2 separate regions of the Hordeum vulgare genome follow, and region 1 is linked to region 2. A link is a contact called in public Hi-C data. All regions are on one chromosome and are shown on one strand. The core of a region is the stretch at or near the end of the contact, and the rest is flanking DNA. Distances in the headings are between cores, read along the strand shown.

Region 1 (6,937 bases), core at 1,508-4,007, 150 kb before region 2:
GTTAGTCCCCGTTACACATCACATCAGTTATCATGCCAGCCAGTTAGTCCCCATTACACATAAAAAGGCTTTAGCACAGGTATCAAATGGCTGCTGACAGAGATTTGAAAGCGTCAACAAATATTCCATTGCATAGTGGACTATTTTACAAGTGCTGAGGTTTGCCAATTGGCTGTTTCTCAGTATGTGCACAGGCCTTTCTGGCTTTTTTTATAATTATTGCAATTAATAATGTGAGTACAGGCCTTTCTGGTTTTATCTTATACTGGATTGCGATTAATGGTACTAATCGCATAAGCTGGGTTTACAGCACATATGCCAAACATTCCAACAGGCTCACTTCTTAATAGATAAGCCTCAAAAGTTGTGCAATTGCTTCTTGACTTAATAGTACTTGGAGATTATTCATGACTTCTCAGCTTAAACCTAAGTCATAATACTAGGCTGATATAGTAAGTTGGTGACTACTACCTCTGTTCCTAAATGTAAGACGTTACATTTAGGAACAGAGGGTGTACCATGTAAGTCTGCTCAAGAAGTATAATGCCCACTGGATTGCTGAGCACTTCAGTCACAAATACTTTAAAGATAAATGGTAAAAGCAGTTTTGAATGTTACGTCTAACTCAGATACAATAAAGCAACCATCAGCACTTAACACTGGGATCCACAACAGCGGATGAAAATAAACTAACACCGATAAGAGGAAAGACATCGTTGATTACCTGGTCACGCCTTCTTTTCCTTTCGTCACGAAAATGTGTGAAGGCATGAGGATCAAAGCCTAGAACATGCATGACCTCATGTATCAGAGTAGCAGAAAGTAATGTTTCTGCTTCAGCCGTCAAATGACGAGGGGCCACATTAACATGTCCTAAATACAAAACATGCATATTTAGTACAGAATAGCATTACAACCTCTCCCGGCAGTTAATATCTGTATGCGAATGTGAGTGAGTTTACAAACCTGCAATGGCACGACCCCATTGATCCCGTTCACAGGCTACAGCCCATGCAAGGGTGTTGCCTGTTGTTGGTCTAGTTGTTACTAAGAGTACTAAATCGGCATTAGCAACACCATCTGCAATTCAGGAGAACAATCAATGGAGAACCAGATCAAAAAGGCTACAAGATAGCCTAATTATAATGGCAAATTACCTTCAATATACGCATGGGGAAGCTGTACGCCTCCATCCTGGCCACAAGCAGAGTAACCACTGAGCCGCAGGTTCCCCTTGACAGGTTCGACAGCTAAAGCTTTTCTGAACCACTCTACTGTTTGTCCCAGTGCCTGCCAGTAATCCAACTCGGCATTTAGCATGTAGAACAAGATGACTATAGAAGATCCTCTCTCTTTTAAGCTATGGCACATTTCAAACCGAAGCGACAGACAAAACGACCAAAAAGCACAAGAACTGCACCTTCCGGAGTCGTTGCTTCTTGTCCTCCCCAGCTATATCTTCAAAGGTGCAATTGTACCAGCAATCTCCCACCAATGGTGGGTCTCCGTGAGGAGAACAGATAGGTGTTCCTGGTGCCGATGGTACAGGCGGTTCACCGAGCTAGCAAAACCAAACAGCAGACTCAGAATTACAACCAGGATATTAAAGAAGCTCCTGACACGATCATAAGCTTCCGCCAGACCTACCTTCACAATGTCACCGACATTTTTACAATCCCGGTCGGGCGAGTGCCCAACAGCGTCATAGTTGAGGTATATCCGAATTGGCTTCTTAACATTGCTCCGTGGAGCACGCCAAGATGCCACCCCCAACAATTGCCTGCCTCTTACGCGCTCCACTTTCTCTCGGGGCACATTGTAGACTTGTGGCATAACAGAATACTCCTTCCGGCCAGCTCGGCGCCGCTGATGCAGTATCTCGTCGTGGATGCAGGAATGGCTAAGGTAAACATCCTTGTCTCCAGCATCCGCGCCTTCCAGCGACAATGATTTCCCGTCGTCGGAATTCGCAGTGGCTCCTCCAGAGCAGACCAGAATCAACACAATCTGCAGCAGGAGCAAGAAATGAAAGAATTAATTATCGGTATACCAATATAAATGCAGCAGCACAACCTCCAGAGCAGGAACACCACAACCGGTAAGGAGTGTATCAGCAAAATGAATGGGCAAAACAGCAAGCAATCCGGCCCAAAACGGCAAACTTCGATTCATCTGCTTCCACTGGTTTAACTGCGACCCAGATGCCCAAAAATAGCTCTCCTCCGGGAGAAACATTCCCTTCCTTCCTTCCCCAAGAAAGCACGCTGGCGGCGGAACAGTAAAACCCTACGTACGGGAGAAAAGGGGAGGCGAAATCCCTCTCGAATCGCCACGAGAGACCCCGAAATGCGAACCGAATCGTACGGAAATCCCTCCGTCCCAGGGAGAACCGGGTGTCCCGACCATTCCGGCCCGAATCCGCGAAACCCGGGCAGTGGCTGACCCCCGGGGCGGATCGAGGCAGCAGCTCACCTCGAGCCTGAGGAGCGAAAGCAGCAGCAGCAGCAGCCTCCCGCGGCGGCCGCTGGCCGCATCCATGTAGCAAGCTCGCCCCCGCAGCGCCCCGCCGCTTCCATTCACCGCCGCCGCCGCCTCCCCGTCCCCGCCAGCCTCCGCCTCATCCCCGGTCCGCACGGAATCGAATCCTCCTCCTCCTCCTCCCGCCTCACGCCGCGCGCAGCCTCTCCGCGGGGGCAACGACGACCGGGCGGTCGGTGGGAGCAACCAATCGGATCGGGCGAGGCCGGCCGGCCGGCGGGCGGGTCACCGGCCCCGGATGATTAGGGTTTGGTGGAGGCCCTACCCTACCCTACCCTACCCCCGGGCTCCGTCCGAAGAGGGCGAAGGGAGGGAGCAGGAGGAGACGACGCGGGGTGGGGGTGCGGGTGGGGAGAGAGAGAGAGAGAGAGGGGTGTGAGTGGTGGATTTAGTCGTGAAGGCTACTACTAGTTGGTTGTTGTTGTGGTGGTGGCGGTGGCAGAGGCAGTACTCGCTCTGACGAGAGAGAGGGGAGGAGAACGGCAACAGAGACAGAGACCGGGTTAATAACGGGAATCAATCTTCTTCTTTTTTACGACTAATCGAGTTGTGCCCGTCCTCGCTGCTCTAGTCTCATCCCCCTTTCCGTGTCTCAGAATTTCTGGCCCCCCACCACGGGGCCACGGCCTTTTTATTTACGGCTCAAGCGCCATCGGGCGGTTCAGTTCGGTGGCCGCGCACCGCGGGTCTTGGGGGGCCGGAGACGCGGAGCCGTTTCGGGGTTTTATCATCGTTTTACGAGGAGTTTTATTTTTATATATTGTTTGTACCGTTGTGGCCTTTTTGAAATATAAATCAAATCACCTTTGACGGCTTCCGTTTCTGCTGGAGTGATTGCACATGCACGGGCACAGAGCGCGCGCCCGTGTGCTTCGCTTCGGGGTTTGCTCGTTCGTTCGCGCGTACGCCGCCGCTTTGCGTTACGTGCTCCGTCTCCACAAAAAGGAGGGGAGGGGAGGGGAGGGGAGGGAAGGAAGGGACTTGCATCGTTACATTATACGGCGGAGTAGTGCAATGATGCACAATCACCACCCGCCAGCCTCCGGTGACACCCCTGTGCGAGACAACGAGTCCGGCCGGGCCGGGCCGGGCCGGGCCGTGGACGCGACGCGCTGGTTCCTGGTTGTGGTTGGGTTTGCGGCTCAGCTAACCCCAGGCGTACTAATAATTGGGTCAGCGGACCCGAGCCAACCACCCCCGCCTCCTCGACGCCCCGTCAAATCAAACCCACCGCACCGCTGCCAAATGGGCGCCCGCCGGCTGAACGGCGGAAGCCGTCAGCAGCACGCGCCGAGCGCTAGGAGCGCGATTTTATATGGTGAAAAAGGAGGAGGGGTACGTGCTGCTGAACGGCGCGATGGTTTGATCCAGATCCGTGTTCGTTCGGCTCACGTGGGCCCACTCACTCGCCTTATCCGGCGAGGTGGCTGCGGGACTTGATGACCAGCGATCGGGTCGGCTGTTTTTTGTGTGTGTGTGTGCGCGCGCGTGCATGCGAGTCAAACTTGCGATGATGGTGTGCGTGGGCGGCCTACCGGTGGATGCATACATGCATGCCTACTCTTCCTGCTCTGCTCGGTTTGTCGTTATGGGATAGCGGGTGGGTCCCACGCCGACCGTGTGTCAAACATTTTGTGTTTTTTTTATTACCGCCTTGAGCTCAAAATAAATGTCTTAGTTTTATATTAAAATTGTATTAAGTCTGAGACATCTATTTTGAAACGAATGAGTACTTTTTTGCAACGAAAATGAGGGTACTTATTCGGCCGATTTTCATAGGTCATGGGCCGTTGGATCCGTCTATGTAGCTGCTGGATCGGTGAAGGCAACGTCTTGTCATTATTCTTCTCTCGTGCCCACATGCCCTACTCGCTTCCTTCTCCTATCGATCGTCGCCTACCTTACAACCTCTGCTCCGTGGCAGGGGTCGTAACCGTTGACGGTGGGCGTGTCGCTCGTCCATGGTGGCGTGTTCGGAATTTGTTTAATTTAGAGAAGAAGGCGCATGGGGTGGGAGAGGAGGATCGTGTGTCCCCAACAGCTTTGATCGTACGGATGGGGCCAAGTGGCCGAAATTCGGCCGGCCGCCCGACGTCTAGCAGTCATCAGTACAAGTTCACACCAGACCGACCGACCGACCGAAGCTTAGGCCGGTCGCGCAGGACCCGCTGGATCGACCCACCTCATCCTTCACTATCTTCTTCGCTCGCTTCGTCTCTTTCCTCACATCACCTTCGTGGGGCGTCGATCGACAAACATGTACAACGTCCTTCTTCTCCTCCTTCGACGTCTCGTGTTGGGCCCTCACCCCGTGTCGTGCCACCTCCTTTTGCTCTCGTTGTTTATTTTCTTTTTCTTTTCTTTTTTGCTGCAAGCGGGGGCTGGGAGGACGAGCGGCGAAACATTGCTAGGAATGGGTGTTGCGGCCCGCGATCTTCCAGTTTGCTTCAACCGGCTTATTTTTTGGTAAATGTTGTAACCGCCAGGAAGATGCTGGAACTGTGAGGAAGTATTGCTACTAACACGATGTTGACATTTTTTTGGTTGCAACCGGTCATGAAGTTTTGCTAGGAGCCGATTGCTTGGAATGCTGGAAACGGCTACTCGACGAGCTGCAACGATGAGGACGTTCTTGACTCTCCCGGTGCTATGCGAACGGTAGGGATGATGGCGCTACATTTTTATAAATCTACATTCTAGTTCGTGTTTTGCTGGAACCACGTCTTGTGGATGCTACAATGGTGACCACAGCGTGCTGTAATGACAACCGCGGCGAGTTGGATTCCTACACGATGGGATGCTACAACCATGTTGGAACCATATCCCTTTGATGCTACAACGGCGAGCTACAATGATGGTGGCGGCGAGTCTAGTTTTTTTGTGCACGCGGGGGGAAATGATACAGCGGTGTTTGTGACATGCCGGAATCGTGTTTGCGATATGCTACAACGGAGACCACAAACGAGTTTAGAGCTGCGACCGTGGCGGAGTCGTCGGGCTGCCTCCAATGAGTTGGCGGGCATTGTAGTAGAAGCTGCTGGAATTTAATCTATATGGGCTAGCGACTAGCCCAATAATTATTTTTAGAATTCCCAATAAATCCTAGAGACTTACTTAGCTCATTCGTGCAAGACAAGATGTGGAATTAAAGTTTAGTCCCACGTTGCTAGTTTGGTAGGAGTTGGACCTCCTTATAAGGGAGGATGCTTCCTCACATGTATGAGCATGAGAACAAGAGAGACATACACGTGCATTCCTCCTTCGCCGCCGCCCGCCTCGCCGCGCCACGTCTCGTCACGACGTGTCGCGGGTTGTGAAAATGATCCAAGCCGATGACTAAATGTTTGCCACCCACGACTAGTATACGAAATGTCGCTCAGGAGCTGAAAAGTTTTGATGTAGTGAAGATTAAATACGAACGATGCACCCTTTGGTTGCTGCCTATTCATTTCGTCTCCCTCTTTTGCTTCTCCTCCTGTCACTGCATGTTCACCTCCTTCTCCTGTGCATATAAAAGAGAGGTCGCTCCTTTCCGGAGAGACACACAAGAACATCATCTTCGTCACGTCATCGAGATCCAATCTCTAAGTTGCTGCTAAGTTCTTCCCCATCCAGGCTTGCGGCATGCACCGCAGGTCGGAACAGTAGGCCTCCGAAACCCCGCCTCTTTGAGTCCTGTACGGGAGAAGGGTGATAAGGTTTTTGGGGAGTGCTCTGCACGACTAGTGGCTTCTTCATCACGGACACCACGGACGCCGACGACCACTTCACGGACGACGACTTCTTCCCCGACGTCAACAACCTCTTCGACAACATGGACGGTGATGACGTCAACGCCAATCCCACTGCTGCTACTGCTGCAACTCAGTACGTGTTCGTGTTCTTCTTGTTTGAGTTCCTGTCGAAACTTCATGTTCTAGGTTCTGTTGTAGATATGTTTCGTTCATACTCACCACTTCAGATGCAACTTGCATACTCTTTGTATGATCGCATGACTTGTCTTATAATTGCTATGGTAGTCATGATTTATCTACTATTTCTGCTAGCAAAATCACATGGTAAATCGCTCATATCTTACATTCTTAAGAAGTTGGTCCCAATTCTCTTAGCATGTAAAGTGTCCACCTCACCATCCCACTAAGCCATGCATTTACAAACTTCTCTTCCACTAAGCGATGCAAAATATTCCAAATAAGTGTTCTTAACATGCAAAGTGTCCACCTCAACGTCCCACTAAGAAACGCATTTAAGTCTTCTCTCCCACTCAGACATGTAAAATCTGCCACATAAGCGAGTCATAAATTTAACTCTTACATTTTTAAGAAGTTGGTCCCAATTGTCTTAACATGCAAAGTGTCCACCTCACCATCCCACTAAGCCATGCATTTATAATCTTCTC
Region 2 (7,361 bases), core at 4,051-6,550:
ATGATAATCTCATCGGATGAACCACGACGTCAAGGATTCAATCAATCCCGTATACAATTCCCTTTGTGTGTCGGTATAGAACTTGCCCGAGATTCGATCGTCGGTATACCTATACCTTGTTCAAACTCGTTACTGGTAAGTCTCTTTACTCGTTCTGTAGCACGTCATCGTGTGACTAACTCCTTAGTCACATTGATCTCATGATAATGTACTACTGAGTGGGCCCAGAGATACCTCTCCGTCACACGGAGTGACAAATCCTGATCTCGATTCGTACCAAACCAACAGAGACTTTCAGAGGTACCCGTAGTGCACCTTTATAGTCACCCAGTTACGTTGCGACGTTTGATACACCCAAAGAACTCATACGGTATCCGGGAGTTGCACAATCTCACGGTCGAAGAAAAAGACACTTGACATTAGAAAAGCTTTAGCATACGAACAATACGATCTAGTGCTATGGTTAGGATTGGGTCTTGTCCATCACATCATTCTCCCAATGATGTGATCCCGTTATCAATGACATATAATGCCCATGACCAGGAAACCATAAGCATCTATTGACTAACGAGCTAGCCAACTAGAGGCTTGCTAGGGACACATTGTGATCTATTTATTCACACATGTATTACTGTTTCCTGTTAATACAATTATAGCATGAACAATAGACGATTATCATGAACAAGGAAATATGATAATAACCATTTTATTATTGCCTCTAGGGCATATTTCCAACACAAGCCTCTAGTTGGCTAGCCAGTTGATCAATGATAGTCAAGTTTTTCTGACTATGTGCAAGTGTTGTCACTTGATAACTGGATCACATCATTAGGAGAATCATGTGATGGACTAGACCCAAACTATGAACGTAGTATATTGATAATGTCGTTTTATTGCTATTGTTTTCTGCTTGTCAAGTATTTGTTCCTATGACCATGAGATCATATAAGTCACTGGCACCGGAGGAATACCTTGTGTGCATCAAACGTCACAACATAACTGGGTGACTATAAAGGTGCTCTATAGGTATCTCCGAAGGTGTCCTTTGAGTTAGTATGTATCAAGACTGGGATTTGTCACTCCGTGTGACGGAGAGGTATCTCGGGGCCCACTCGGTAATACAACTTCACACACAAGCCTTGCAAGCAATGTGACTAAGTGTAAGTCACGGGATCTTGTATTACGGAACGAGTAAAGAGACTTGCCGGTAACGAGATTGAAATAGGTATGCGGATACCGACGATCGAATCTCGCGCAAGTAACATACCGAAGGACAAAGGGAATGACATACGGGATTATATGAATCCTTGACACTAAGGTTCAACCGATAAGATCTTCAGAGAATATGTAGGATCCAATATGGGCATCCAGGTCCCGCTATTGGATATTGCCCGAGGAGTACCCCGGGGCATGTCTACATAGTTCTCGAACCCGCAGGGTCAGCACACTTAAGGTTCGGCGATGTTTTAGTATAGTTGAGTTATATGTGTGGTTACCGAATGTTGTTCGGAGTCTCGGATGAGATCACGGACGTCACGAGGGTTTCGGAATGGTCCGGAGACGAAGATTGATATATAGGATGACTTCATTTGGTTACCGGAAGGTTTCCGGGCATTACCGAGATTGTACCGGGAGTGACGAATGGGTTCCGGATGTTCATCGGGAGGGGGGCAACCCACCCAGGGGAAGCCCAAAGGCCCTAGGGTTGGCGCACCAGCCCTTAGTGGGCTGGTGGGACAGCCCAAGAGGGCCTATGCTCCAAGGAAAGAAAAACCAAAGAGAAAAAAAGAGAGGTGGGAAGGAAGAGAAGGACTCCACTTTCCAATCCTAGTTGGACTAGGATTGGAGTACGACTCCTCCTCTCCCTTGGCAGATGCACCCTTGAGGGCTTGGCCCTCAAGGAAAGCCTCCTTCCCCTCCCTCCTATATATAGTGGTGATTTAGGGCTGATTTGAGATAACTTTTGCCACGTGCAACTCAGATGTAGACAACATATTTCTACCTCTAGATCGTATTTCTGCGGAGCTTGGGCGGAGTCCTCCAGGAGTAGATCCTTCACCACCTCCGGAGCGCCGTCACGCTGCCGGAGAACTCATCTACTTCTTCGTCTTGCTTGCTGGATCAAGAAGGCCGAGATCATCGTCGAATTGTACGTGTGCTGAACGCGGAGGTGTCGTCCGTTCGGCACTAGATCAGAACGGATCACGGGACGGATCGTGGGACGGTTCGCGGGGTGGATCGAGGGACGTGAGGACGTTCCACTACATCAACCACGTTTCTTAACGCTTCCTGCTGTGCGATCTACAAGGGTACGTAGATCCAAATCTCCTCTCGTAGATGGACATCACCATGATAGGTCTTTGTGTGCGTAGGAATTTTTTTGTTTCCCATGCAACTTCCCCAAAAGTGGTCTTGGTTCACCTTTGCTCAATGACGAAGCAATGACGCCTCCCCAACCTGCTAATCGTTTCGACCGCCCGTGGCGGATCTCCCAGTCAAGGTTCGTGTTTAGTTTGGCACTCGTTGGTTATGGTTGATCCTTTGTTGTGTCGTGGGGCTCGATACGCACGCCGGTGCGGAGCATTAGGTTGTTTGCAGAGTCTTGGTATTGTGATCATTTGACAACACCCCACATCTACTTGTGTCTCTCGTGGTGGTGGTCTTTCTACATGCTAGCTAGGTCATGCATTCTCGTGGGTGGCAATTTTTTTTCTCATCTTCTGTAATCTTGTTACTTGTATGGTTTTCTACCGGTTTTCCTCATAAACGGGGTCAACCTATTTATATTTTTGATCCAGTTTTCCTTTGAACTGGATCAACCAAAGCTCAAAGGATGACTCTTGGCTTTGACAACTTTTTCGGCAATATATTCACGTGGGGATCATCTCCCCCGTGATCGTTCAAAAAAAACACAACTAGTACATTAGAGCAACTCCAACTGGCCGACCCAAACGGACGGTGATTTTATCCTTTTTTCATCCGTTTGGGTCGCCAGCTCGCTGTGTGTCCGCCCACTTTAGGATTTGGGTCAACAGTGCGCCCAACGCGCCGACCCATATTTGTCCGCATGGCCGGCTAGCCGCCGTTTTTTAACAAATACAAACATTTTGCATATTTTTTCAGAAGCAAATGAAATAGCATAGTTCCACAACCAAAATAATAATATAGCAAAGTTTTACAAGCTCAATAAAAGTTAAATTGTCTTAAAAAGATACATCTATTGGTTGCCAACATGACCCCACATATGCTCAACCAAATCATCTTGAAACTGAATATGAGTTTCCCAATCACGCATTTCATGATGAAATTGGGTGAACTGTGCAAGCGATGCCGCTCCTCCGCCACGCCGAGGCACCACATTGTCACCCTCAAAACCAAACCCTTGATCGTGGAGACGTTCCGGGCGCTCATCCTCTACGATCATATTGTGCATGATCACACAAGCAGTAGCATGATACCTAACTATGCCCCATCGAGATTGCAAAACATCAAAGGCACGTTCGACATCCTTCCTATCACTCTCTTGCTCTTGGGAAAATCTTTTCCTCTTCTCTGCGACAGGATTGGAGATTGTCTTCACAACAGTGGTCCATTGTGGATAGATTCCGTCAACTAGATAGTATCCTTTGCTGTAGCTGTGACCGTTGATGTTAACATCGAACAACGTGTTGTTGCCTTTGGCAAGCCTTGTAAACACCGGCGAACATTGAAGCACGTTCATATCATTGTGTGATTCGGCCATGCCAAAGAAAGAGTGCCAGATCCAGAGATCTTGAGAGGTCACGACCTCAAGTATGACAGTGCAAGCCTTGACATGGCTCTTGTACTAGCCTTGCCAAGCAGAAGGGAAGTTCTTCTACTCTGAATGCATGCAGTCTATGCTGCCAAGCATCCCTGGGAAGCCCTGCCTAACATTGGTCGCCAACAAGCGGGTTGTGTCTCTAACAGTCAGCTCTCTCAAGTACCCAGGGCCAAACACTGCAACCACAACTTTGCAGAATCTGTGCAATGACTCTAGGCACGTAGACGCACTCATACACACGTACTCATCGATAAGATCACTGGGTGCTTCGTAAGCAAGCATCCGGATAGTTGCAATGCATTTCTGATAAGATGAGAAGCCAATCTTTCCAATGACATCCTCTTTGCACTCGAAGTAGTCATCGTATCTGACCACCCCCTCTCGAATCCGGTTGAAAACATGCCTAGCCATACGGAAACGCCGCCGAAATTTCTGATGTTTGAACAACGGATTGGTTGTGTCAAAGTAGTCCTTCCATAAAAGGAAATGACCGCTCTCTTGGTTGCGATTCAACGCCGGAACATGCCCCAGAATCGAGCCCCGGAACAACGGCCGCTGCCTATTAAGGTGGTCATGGACCAACACAACAAGCAGCATCTCCTCATCGTCGGATGAGGAACCATCGGAGTTGCACAAAATATTATGGAAAAAGAACTCGTCGGCGCAGTCCATTTGTACCTTGAGGCAAACTGTTGAACAACTTGCGGGCGTGGACAACGAAGTTGACCGACGGCGTCGGATTGGGGGTCGGGGAAGCCGTGGTGGCCCGACGGCGATGCGGCTGGCGGCGTGGGTAGGTGTCGGTGTTTGGGGAGGTACGGGAGGAGGCGCTGGTGGCCGAGGCACAGAAACTGGGCGGCGGCGGCGATGGGGTGGGGGCGAGGCGAGGGCTAGCTGTCGGTAGGGATGGAGAACGACCAATGTGCCACCGACTAGCGGGCGAGGGGAAGGAGTACGCGCGCGCCGTCCGCGTTCGTTTTGTGTCCGCGCCGATCCAAATCAGACTCAAAATTGGGCCGAAATGGGTCCGCGGACGAAAAGCGGACGCACGTCCGTTTGAATCGGCGTGTTGGACCGATTTTTCTGTCCGCGTGGACCCAAACGAACGACGGCGGATGAAATGGGTCGTCCTTGCTATTATAGCTATCACATAAACAAAACAATTGTGGAATTTGTGACACTTGTCTTGCACACTGTTATTGACTGTTTCTTTCTTGAGCAATTCCAACATGGATGCAGTTTTGTTCTCTTCTTCTTGACACGTTTTGGCCTTTCGGGGGGCAGGCTGTTTTTCTCGTTGCTGCCCACCGATTCTCCTGAAAACGGGCTAGCGAGAAGGCGAAGCAAAGCTAGGCGAAAAGCGTGCGTCACTTGTCTCGCACTTCACTTCCCCATGGCCCACGTGCTCCAGCGGCCGAGCCGGAGCAGAGATCCCGCCGCCACCTGTCCCCTGACGAGCAAATCACACCGTTGCTACTAAATAAATAAAACACCCAAAGCCAAAACCCGAGCTGAGAAAATCCCGGCCGCCTCTCCCTGGCCGCACCGCCGCGATCACTCCCTCCCCTCCTCCCACCCGCCGGCGCCGCCGGCCATGGAGGACGCCTACGCCAAGTCCGTCGCGGAGGTAAGCCGCCGCCGCCGCCGCCGCATCTAGCCCCCGCCTCGCGCCATAGCTTTGACCTCCCCCGCTTCGCCCCCGCCGCCTCTCACGGATCTGGTCGCCGCCCGTCCTCGCAGGTGCTCGAAGCTTTCGGCGTGGACCGGACCAAGGGCCTCTCCGACTCGCAGGTGCTGCTCCGGAGCCGTCCGCGCTGTGGTTTTTTTGGTCTGGGTTGCGGGGAATGGGGGACTGATTTGGTTTCTGGCTTGTGTGGGCAGGTGGAGCAGCATGCGTTGCGCTACGGCAAAAATGGTGAGGAGCTTCTTACTGCATTATGCGTTTTGATTCGTTCATTGTCCTATTATGGGTTTAATTAATGGGCGCCGAACTGTTTGTGATAAGTAAGTAGACAAAATGGAGAGAAGGATATGTGGTTTCGTCGGAGTCGAGTAAGCAAGTTCTCCAGACGAGGAATAGTCTGGTGCCTTTCCACCAATCTCGAAATACATCCTATCCAAATTCATCGGAATAGATTTTGTTTTATTTTGCACAAAGCGGCTATTTATACAAGCAGATTACTAATTCTCGGTATATTTGCGTTGGTGCTTACTTCCTAGCGACTAGAACCGTCTAAAACCAGAGCATTTCTAAATAAGGAGGCGTGGTTTGCATGCGTCCTTTTTTTGTACTAGGGACTCCACAGCCTATAATTGCTGTTATTAACCGACATAAACATTTTTTCACGTACGCAATGCCATAACCCAGACATATCAACTTTTATAATCCGGGGAATGAAATTTGAAAGTCACTGTAATGCTGATTTAACTGAATTGATACAGCTTTCATACTTTGGATGTACTACTCCGTCCCATAATGCAAGACGTTTTTTGACACTAGTGACTACTAGTGTCAAAAAACGTCTTACATTATGGGACGGAGGAGTAGTTCAGACCCTTACCATTTCCTCAGTAAAACTTGAAAGCTTCAGTCGAGACTCCTGCACAATTTCTTGAGGGCAGACATATTTATGTTATCATCTACTTTTTCATTGCGGTGTTCACACATGATTTTTGTTATCATAATTGTGGCCACTAACTGATTGCTGCACTTTCTTTTCGTGCATGGATTATCTGCAGTGCTGCCCCAAGAAGAAAGTAAGTTGTCAGCTCTAACTTCTAATGTTCATTTTATGTACGGCAACACATTTCGTATTACCTGTTACACCTTTTCTCCAAAGTGTTTGCCGTCAGAAAATGTTGGTACTTGGTATTCCATTATCTCTGTCTTACCCCATTTACTCTTTCTGAATAACTGAATATAAGCGAACCATGGATTGACAAGGATGCATTGCAACTACGAGTCCTCTTAGTTGACATACTAATGATTATATGGCAAGTTTAAAAGTTGGATGTTTTATGAGAAGGATAGTATCATTGAAATGTCTAAGCTCTACCCTTTGTTAATTTCCATGTAAAAACGATTTATTTTGGTAAGGTAGTAGAAAAATGTTAAGGGTAGTATAGTAGTATGCTTTTATAGGTATTTGTTAGTGTTGGATTGAATCAATATGCCCTTTGGGCTCGTTTAATGCATCCAATTGTGCTGTTTCTCCGCAGATACAAGACATAACCTAAGGCATACTCCCTCTGTCTCAAAAGAACTGCCTCAACTTTGTATTGGCTCTAGTACAAATTTGTACTAAGCTTAAGACATTTATTTTGTGATGGAGGGAGTACATAATATTCATACTACCCCTGAACATCCTTTACCTTGGATGATGACTTGTCGTAGCATGCTTTTGCAAATATTATGTTAGACAAATACCTTGTTGGATGATCACCAAATTATATTGTATTGGGTCTTTGTTGTTTTCTTTGCCACCAGCTATAGAAGTTAAGTTTATTGAAGTTCATAACGACTAACTCAGATTCTGTTCTAGGAGGATTTTACAAATAA

What was found. Hi-C and Micro-C count contacts between places; a contact is called where the count stands out from the background.
Region 1: a contact with region 2 is called in a Hi-C map of leaf, with 4 times the contacts expected there. The contact joins the promoter of LOC123447672 here to the promoter of LOC123447668 in region 2. A contact is called at or near these places in 2 of 6 Hi-C or Micro-C datasets (leaf and seedling) and 1 of 1 datasets of contacts at active chromatin or transcription factors (embryo).

Annotation. Positions count from the first base shown.
Region 1 is chr4H:27,040,480-27,047,416 of MorexV3_pseudomolecules_assembly, reverse strand. LOC123447672 reads right to left here and starts at 2,757. Exons shown (of 16, transcript XM_045124299.1): 1 at 2,473-2,757; 2 at 1,648-2,007; 3 at 1,421-1,561; 4 at 1,158-1,290; 5 at 967-1,080; 6 at 725-873. The coding sequence starts at 2,538.
Region 2 is chr4H:26,896,934-26,904,294 of MorexV3_pseudomolecules_assembly, reverse strand. It overlaps LOC123447668 (calcium-transporting ATPase 3, endoplasmic reticulum-type), which reads left to right and starts at 5,300. Exons shown (of 34, transcript XM_045124294.1): 1 at 5,300-5,429; 2 at 5,543-5,593; 3 at 5,684-5,717; 4 at 6,542-6,559. The coding sequence starts at 5,397.